Linked DNA regions of Sus scrofa: region 1 is linked to region 2. The links are chromatin contacts, called in public HiChIP or PLAC-seq maps. All regions are on one chromosome and are shown on one strand. The core of a region is the stretch at or near the end of the contact, and the rest is flanking DNA. Distances in the headings are between cores, read along the strand shown.

Region 1 (3,482 bases), core at 267-2,766, 35 kb after region 2:
AAGGTGATCAAAGATATTTTCTGGGGACCCAAAAGAGACTGGAAGCAGGGAGCAGGAACTGTCCCCTGTGAGGACCCCTGGAGGTGGAGAGGGGTACAGCAAATAACAGTAGTAAGTATAATCACCATCCAAACAACTCATTTGATCAGGATAAATGAGGTGAGTAGTTATCACCCTATTTTACAGATGAGGTATCTATGAGGTACAGTGACTTGCCCAGGGTCACCAAAGGGGGAAGTGGCTGGTAGATTCCCCATTGGCAGCGAAGGCAACTTCACCCTCCTCGCCACATCCCTCTGCCCATTTCTCTGAGAGAGACTGGGGTCTGAGCTTCTCCAGCCCTCTGAGGGTCCTCCACGTGGGAAGGCGACTCAAGGTGGAGACAGCAGATGGTGGGGGTCAGTGTAGTGGTGGTGGGTGTCTGTGGCTGAGGGTCCTCTCTTTCTATGGGACCCCTGGAGAATGGGGAGGACACAGGATAGGAAGAGAGACAGGACACTCCAAGAGAGGACAGGTGGGAAGCTCAGGGAAAGGGCGCAGGCGGGGTCCGAGGCAGGCCAGAAGTCCGGCGGGGTCTCCCTAAAGCCCCTCTCCCAGACCAGCCTGTACGTCCCTGGGGTCTCCCATTCCTCTCCCCGCCCCAAAGACGGGGGTGAGGAGGACCCCGCCCCGTGGAGGGAGAGGGCGGGGTCTGCGGGGTCCCCAGTTAATGGCAAACAGCTGCCGCTCCCCACGCCGGCCCAGCCGCAGGCCGAGGCCCAGCCCGGCCGGACGCCCGGACGCCTTCCCGCCGCCTGGGGCCTGGCTCTGGCCCGGCTGCGGAGGAGGGCGAGGGAGGATAGAGAGTGGAGGTTGGTGGGGAGGGACAGAGGTGGAAAGGAGGACGGAGACAAGGGGGAGGGTAAGGGGGAAGGCAATGATGGGGCGAAGGGACAGGGAGATACAGACGGAGGATGGGGCCGGGGGAGAGAAGCTGGGACAGGGTCAAAGATGGGGACGGGACAGCGGCGCGGGGACCGAGACGCTGGAAGTGCGGAAAGTTTGGGCATAGATAACGGAGTTGGAGGCAGCGGCTGTAGAGACCTGCGAGGTCGAGCCCGGGGGTTGAAGGCGGGATGGGGTGGGGTGGAGTGGGGACCACGCTCGAACCCCGAACCGGACTCGAACCCTGACCCAGCCCGGGTGCTACTCGCCTCGCGCAATCCGGCCGCCGCCGTCCCAGCGTCCCGCCGCCCGTGCGTCCTCCGCGCCGCCGCCCGGTCGCCCGGCCCTCGGCAGTAGCTCCGCCCCGCCCCGCCCCGCCCCCTCCAGACCACCCCCGCTCCCTCCAGTCCCAGGCAGCCCGGCCGCGGTGTAGGGGAAGTGGGGGTGGGGACACAAATGCACCTGGAGGGCAGGTGTGTGTGTGTGCGCGCACGTGGGGGTGTCCGAACTCCAACCCCTCCTCCACTCCCCAGGGCAGGGTCCTCCCGCAACCGTGTCCTCCTCGGTCTGCTGCAGCTGGGCCGCTGCGGGGGGGGGGGGCTGGAGGGGGCGGAGCTGGCGGGGCGGAGCTGGCCAGGGCCCAGCTCCTGGAGGGCCTTGAGGGCGGGTGGTGACGGCGGCGGCTATAGGAGGTCACCCCTCCCCCAGCCAGCCCAGGGCTGGAAGCCGCCCAGCGCGGGCCTGGTACACGGTGGCGTGACCACCACGGGGCAGGCAGGGGGGGCCCTGGTCAAGGCGAAGCTGCACAGGCCAAAGCTAATGCCTAGGCTCAGTTCCTAACCCTACCAAGCTTTCAACTGCTTGCTGCCTCAGTTTCCCCATCTGTAAAGCAGGGTTAAGACCATGGAGTTGATCAGATTCACCAACCATGAGGCAGGGACCTAGGGAGGTCCCTCAGGCAGAAAGGCTCATAAACAGGGGAGTGTCTTTCTGGGCACCAATTATGCAGGACTGGGCATTCAGCAAGGGTTTAGTAAGTGTTACCATTATTTCCCATGCACCCATGTGACACTGTCATTTGTGTTTTGCCTTCCTTGCTAGAATGTCGGCTCTAAAAGGGCAGGAATTGCATCTATTGTCACTGATGTGTCCCTGGCACCCAAGTGGTTCTCAGTGTCTGTGCATCAATAGCCAGGGTGTGCAGGTAAAGTGTACCCAGGACCCAGACCCCAGGGACCATACCACACAGGCTGTTTATAAAAACCATTTTAAATTAGAAAAGGTAAGGAGCATCAGTGCACACAGATGAGGACAGAGGAACAGAGGGCCCAGCCCCATGTGCAGTGTGGTCACCCAGGGCTAAGTGGGCAGTGGGGGGAGACTCTCAGGAAGGCACAGACAACTGAGGCCAGGCTGCTGGTTCCTCTGGCGTGTGGCTTCAGGCCCTGTGGGTTCAGACATCAGCCTTCCGGAAACTGGCTCTGTTCAAGGAGTTCCTAGGGGAGGAATGAGATGGATCAACATGGCCACAGGGCCCCCAACTGCATGATGCTCCCCAGCCTCTTCCTCCAAAGATCCTTCTAGGGTCTTCCTGGTTCCTTTCACAATGGTTCTAATCTGGCTACAGAATCAGAGATTCTTAGACTCCATCACTGGAGATATGAATCATGCCCCTTTTGATAGATGTGGAAACTGAGTCTTAGAAACATGAAGTCACATGCCTGGGAAATGACCTGGCTAGGATCAGAAAAAGTTGCCCAGAGCCTGCACATGTCTGAGTGTTCACATGTTTGTGCAAAGCCATGAGCACCCGTGTTGATGTGCACATGTGTAACCGCCCCCATGCTCTGCCTGGCTTTGCCTATCTGCCTTGCCTTCTCTAGGGTAGGGAGGCCCCAGGTCAGGCACCTGAGGCTACTGGCTGTGGTCGGTGCCAGCAGCTGGGGAAGGCGCTGGGTGAGCAGGGGCTGCAGAGCCTCCCGAAGGCGGGAGTAGTTGCGCTCTAGCTCACGGTGGTACTCCTTCTGGTCTGGCCCAATCAGGGCTTTGTTCTTCCGCAGTGCATCCTCGCACCTGAGGACCACATGATAGGAGATGGTCAGGGGCTGACACTCAGCAGAAAGCAAGAACGGACGTGCAGAGTCCATGAGGTAGGGTCAGGCATGCAGGGGAGCTATGATGGGAGGTCTGATAGGTGGCTATGACTTCATGGAAATCAAAGAGGCTATGATGGGGGTCAGGTGGATAGGCTGTTCTGGGATGTCAGGTAGGCAGAAGGCCATAATGGGGGTTAGAGGAACTCTGATGAGTGTGTGTGTGGGGGTCAGGCCTACTTCTTGCAAAAGTCCTTGAAACAGAGCCGCAGCTTGTTGTGATGCCTGAAGAGCTTGGGGTCTTCGGGGATCTCAGCCAAAAACACCTGAGCCACCTCCAGGGGACCCTGTGGTGTGAGAGGAGCTTGTGAGGATATCTGCACAGGCCCCAGGGGCCTCGGGCAGCCTGCATTCCCCCACTAGCCGTGCCTGGTTCACAGTGGGCCCCACGGAGCCCTGCAGCAC
Region 2 (3,442 bases), core at 1-2,500:
AACAACAACGGAGTCCCTGCTGTGGTACGACAGGATGGATGATGTCTGTGCAGCGGCAGGGACGTGGGTTTGATCCCAGAAGGCACAGTGGGTAAAGGATCTGGTGTTGCTGCAGCTGCTGTGTAGGTTGCAACTGAGGCTCAGATCTGATCCCTGGCCCAGGGAACTCCACATGCCATGGGCCAAAGAAAAACAAACAACAGCAACAAAACCCCTGATGATGAGAAAAGCTGTAACAAAGGCATCCTCCCTTCCTCCCCTTTCAAAGGCACATTGCTGTGCAGACATCATCTCCATGAACCTCACTTTGATCCATTAAGGGCGGGGGTGGGGGGGAGGGTATATGCTATCAGCGGCCCCATTTCACAGATGAGGAGACTGAGGCTTTAAGAAGGAAGCCGCTGGATTGGGATCACATGAGTTAACAGCTGAACGCCTTAGCCCATCACCTCCTGACGAATTCATTCTTCTTTATCCCCTGGCCTCACCCCACTAGCCTACCAGCCCCCTCTTGCCCAAGAGATTCTGTTTGTTTAGTTCCCTGCTGTCCCCCCAGGCCTGGCACTCTGCCTGGACACAGCAGGTGCTCAGTAAAACATCTGAACAACCTCAGCAGAAAGATACGGACTATTGTCACAACCATTTTATGAGAAACAGATACGGCGAGGTTAAGGCAGTCATCTCAAATCTCACAGCTGGAAAGTCGAGAGATGGCGCTTTGACACCCGAGCTCCAATTCAAACCCTGAGTCCCCCAGCTGTTCACGGAGCGCTCAGAAGTAGGCCAGACCCTGCGACTCTTATATTCACCATTAAACCCCTGGGAGGTGGCTGTTGTCCTGAAGCCCATTTCACAGGTAGGGAAACGGAGGCTCAAAAGGAAGGGCGCTCACCCGCCGGTCGCACGAGGAACTACGGAAGGGGATGGGGGCGCCAAGAATGGAAAGGGTTCGAGGCTGGCCTGGCCGCCCCTCCCATCACGCGGATTCCGGCTGCCCCCCGCCCCCCACCCCCCACCCGGCCCTCACCTCGCAGCCGCTGCTCGGCGCCGTCTTGCGTTTCCAGCAGCCGCTCCACCATCTGCTCGTGGCGCCCCAGCAGCCGCCGTTGCTGCGCCTCAGCGCGGTTGGCGCCCAGCAGGCTCAGCAGCCCCTGGCTCACTTCTTCCATGTCCCGGAAGGCCGCCATGACTACATCAGGACCAATCCCGCGCAAATTTAACAGCCCTATAAGTCCCGCCTCCCTTCCGGAAATCCCAGTTTCCATTGGGTTAATCACACGTCAATCATTAGCGAAAAAGGGCGGCCGAATCCTCTGTCAGTCATCGTCTGGAGCCAGTCTGCGCGGAGGAGGGGAGCCTCCGGAGCTTTGCCTGATGCGCCTGCGCACGCTGTTTTTTTTTCTCAGGTCCCGGGTCTATCGTGCGCAGGGCGAGATTCTTCGGGTGAAGCAGTGAACTCATTCTGTTGGAGCTGTGGTGTGTGCGTGGGATTCTCACAGTAAACATCATAAATAAGTAAATCTTATATGAGGCTGCATAGCAAAGTGGAGTCTTTAACCAGATGTATTGGGTTCCAATCCCAGATTTACCACTTACTAGCTGTATTACTCTGGACACATTGCTTCATCCCTCTGCATGAAGGGATGCATGAAGGGATGCATGAGGAAGAAAGCAAAATGGGAACCATCATGGTGTCTACTTAAGAGTTGTCGTGACACTTGAATGAGATCAGTGCCTGGTATTCAGCACATGCTTTATATGTATATAAAACATAGAAAGCTATTGGGTGGGGAGTTCTCTTCATGGCTCAGCGGTTAGCGAACCAACTAGGATCCTGAGAATGTGGGTTCGATCCCTGACCTCACCTAGTGTGTTAAGGATATGGCATTGCCCTGAGCTGTGGTGTAGGTCGCAGACGCAGCTTGGATTCTGCATTGCTGTGGCTGTGGTGTAGGCCAGCAGCTACAGCTCCGATTCCACCCCTAGCCAGGGAACCGCCGTATGCCACAGGTGCATCCCTTAAAGAAAGAAAAAGCAAGCAAGCAAGTAAACTAGTGGGTGAGATGTCTAACTGGGCAGGGTTCCTGTAGAAAAAAGACAAACTTTTCACTTCTGTGATGTGTCCTTCAAATGAGGTGAAGAAATCAATCCAGCAGGTCATGACCAACATTTTCTACAAAACAATGGGAAAAAAAACAACAATGAGTTGTGTATAGAGAGCTAAATATTGTTTTGGGAAACGCCAAACATTTGTCTACTGGGTGTGGCAGATCCTATTTTCCAAAAAATGGCTACAGGAATAATTCCAACTTTGCCACTCCCTGTGAATAGGCAGGCTCATGAACTTGAGCAGAACTTTGCGAGACAAACAATATGGCAGAAGGGGCATTGTGTGATTTCTAAGCCTAAACCTAGGTCAGAAACTAGGACATGTCTTCTGCTGGTGCTAGCTCCCTCTGTCCTTCTTAATTTCATGGTGCTCTCACAAAGCCCAGCTGCCATGTTGTGAGGAAGCCCAAACCACGTGAAGAGTCTCCTGGATAGGGTCCCAGCCAAAGCCATCATCAACCACCTGACGAGTGAGTACTGAGTTGATTCCAGCTCCCAGCCTTTGAGCCATCCCAGCTGACATCAAGAGGAGCAAAGAGAGAGCTCTTCCCAGCAAGCAGGTCTCAAACCGCAGGTTTGTGATCAATGCTATTGCTTAAAGCCAGCAAATTCGGGCATAATTTGTTTCACATCCATAACACCTGGCTCCCTGGGTCCCATGTGAAATTCATATCTTGCTGTAGATCCTGTAAAAAATTATTGCAAGCCACTGCTCTAGAGGCAAGATCTCACAATAAGCAAGAAAACCAATGAATGGGATCATTTTAGCCAGGAACACCTGCTATGAGGGCAATAAAACAAAGTCACAGGACAGAGTCATCAGAGTTGGAGCAGGGAGGGAAGTGGCTTTAGGTTAGGTGGTCAGGGACAGACTCCCTGAGAAGGGGACATATGAACTGGGACCTGATTGATGAAAAGGAAACAAAGCACCAGGCAGAGGAAAGAGCAAGTTCAAGGGCCCCTGAGTTGGGGAAATTTAATTTCTTGAAGGAATAGTGAGGGAGTTCTCTTGTGGCACAGTAGGTTAAGGATCCTGCTGGCACTGTCATTCAGCTGCTTGAGTCACTGCTATGGCGTGGGTTTGATCCCTGGCCTGGGAATCTCCACATGCCATAGGCATAACCCCCCCCCCCAAAAAAGAAAGGAATAATGAGGAGGTTGGCATTGCCAGAGAGGAGTGGGCAAGAGGTTTCGCCAGAGGCACAGAAGCTGTATTCTGGTGGAATGGGAAGTAATGGAAGGCATTAAATAGGGGAGAGCATGGAGTGGATTGGCTCCCAATCTTCTGGAATCAAGGGAACTTGCCAGCAGGACTAGATGTGCAGAATGAGGA

The links. HiChIP or PLAC-seq counts read pairs in DNA pulled down with a chosen protein or histone mark.
Region 1: a contact with region 2 is called in an H3K27ac HiChIP or PLAC-seq map of skeletal muscle. The contact joins the promoter of KANK2 here to the promoter of SPC24 in region 2. A contact is called at or near these places in 2 of 5 promoter capture datasets (fetal liver and liver), 8 of 47 Hi-C or Micro-C datasets (fetal liver, fetal skeletal muscle, heart right ventricle and 3 more) and 1 of 2 datasets of contacts at active chromatin or transcription factors (skeletal muscle).

Annotation. Positions count from the first base shown.
Region 1 is chr2:69,923,678-69,927,159 of Sscrofa11.1, forward strand. It overlaps KANK2 (KN motif and ankyrin repeat domain-containing protein 2), which reads right to left and starts at 1,517. Exons shown (of 14, transcript XM_021083853.1): 1 at 1,387-1,517. It overlaps DOCK6 (dedicator of cytokinesis protein 6), which reads right to left. Exons shown (of 49, transcript XM_021083867.1): 46 at 3,447-3,482; 47 at 3,258-3,364; 48 at 2,833-2,997; 49 at 2,178-2,420. The coding sequence ends at 2,378.
Region 2 is chr2:69,889,064-69,892,505 of Sscrofa11.1, forward strand. SPC24 (kinetochore protein Spc24) reads right to left here and starts at 1,251. Exons shown (of 5, transcript XM_021083851.1): 1 at 1,028-1,251. The coding sequence starts at 1,187.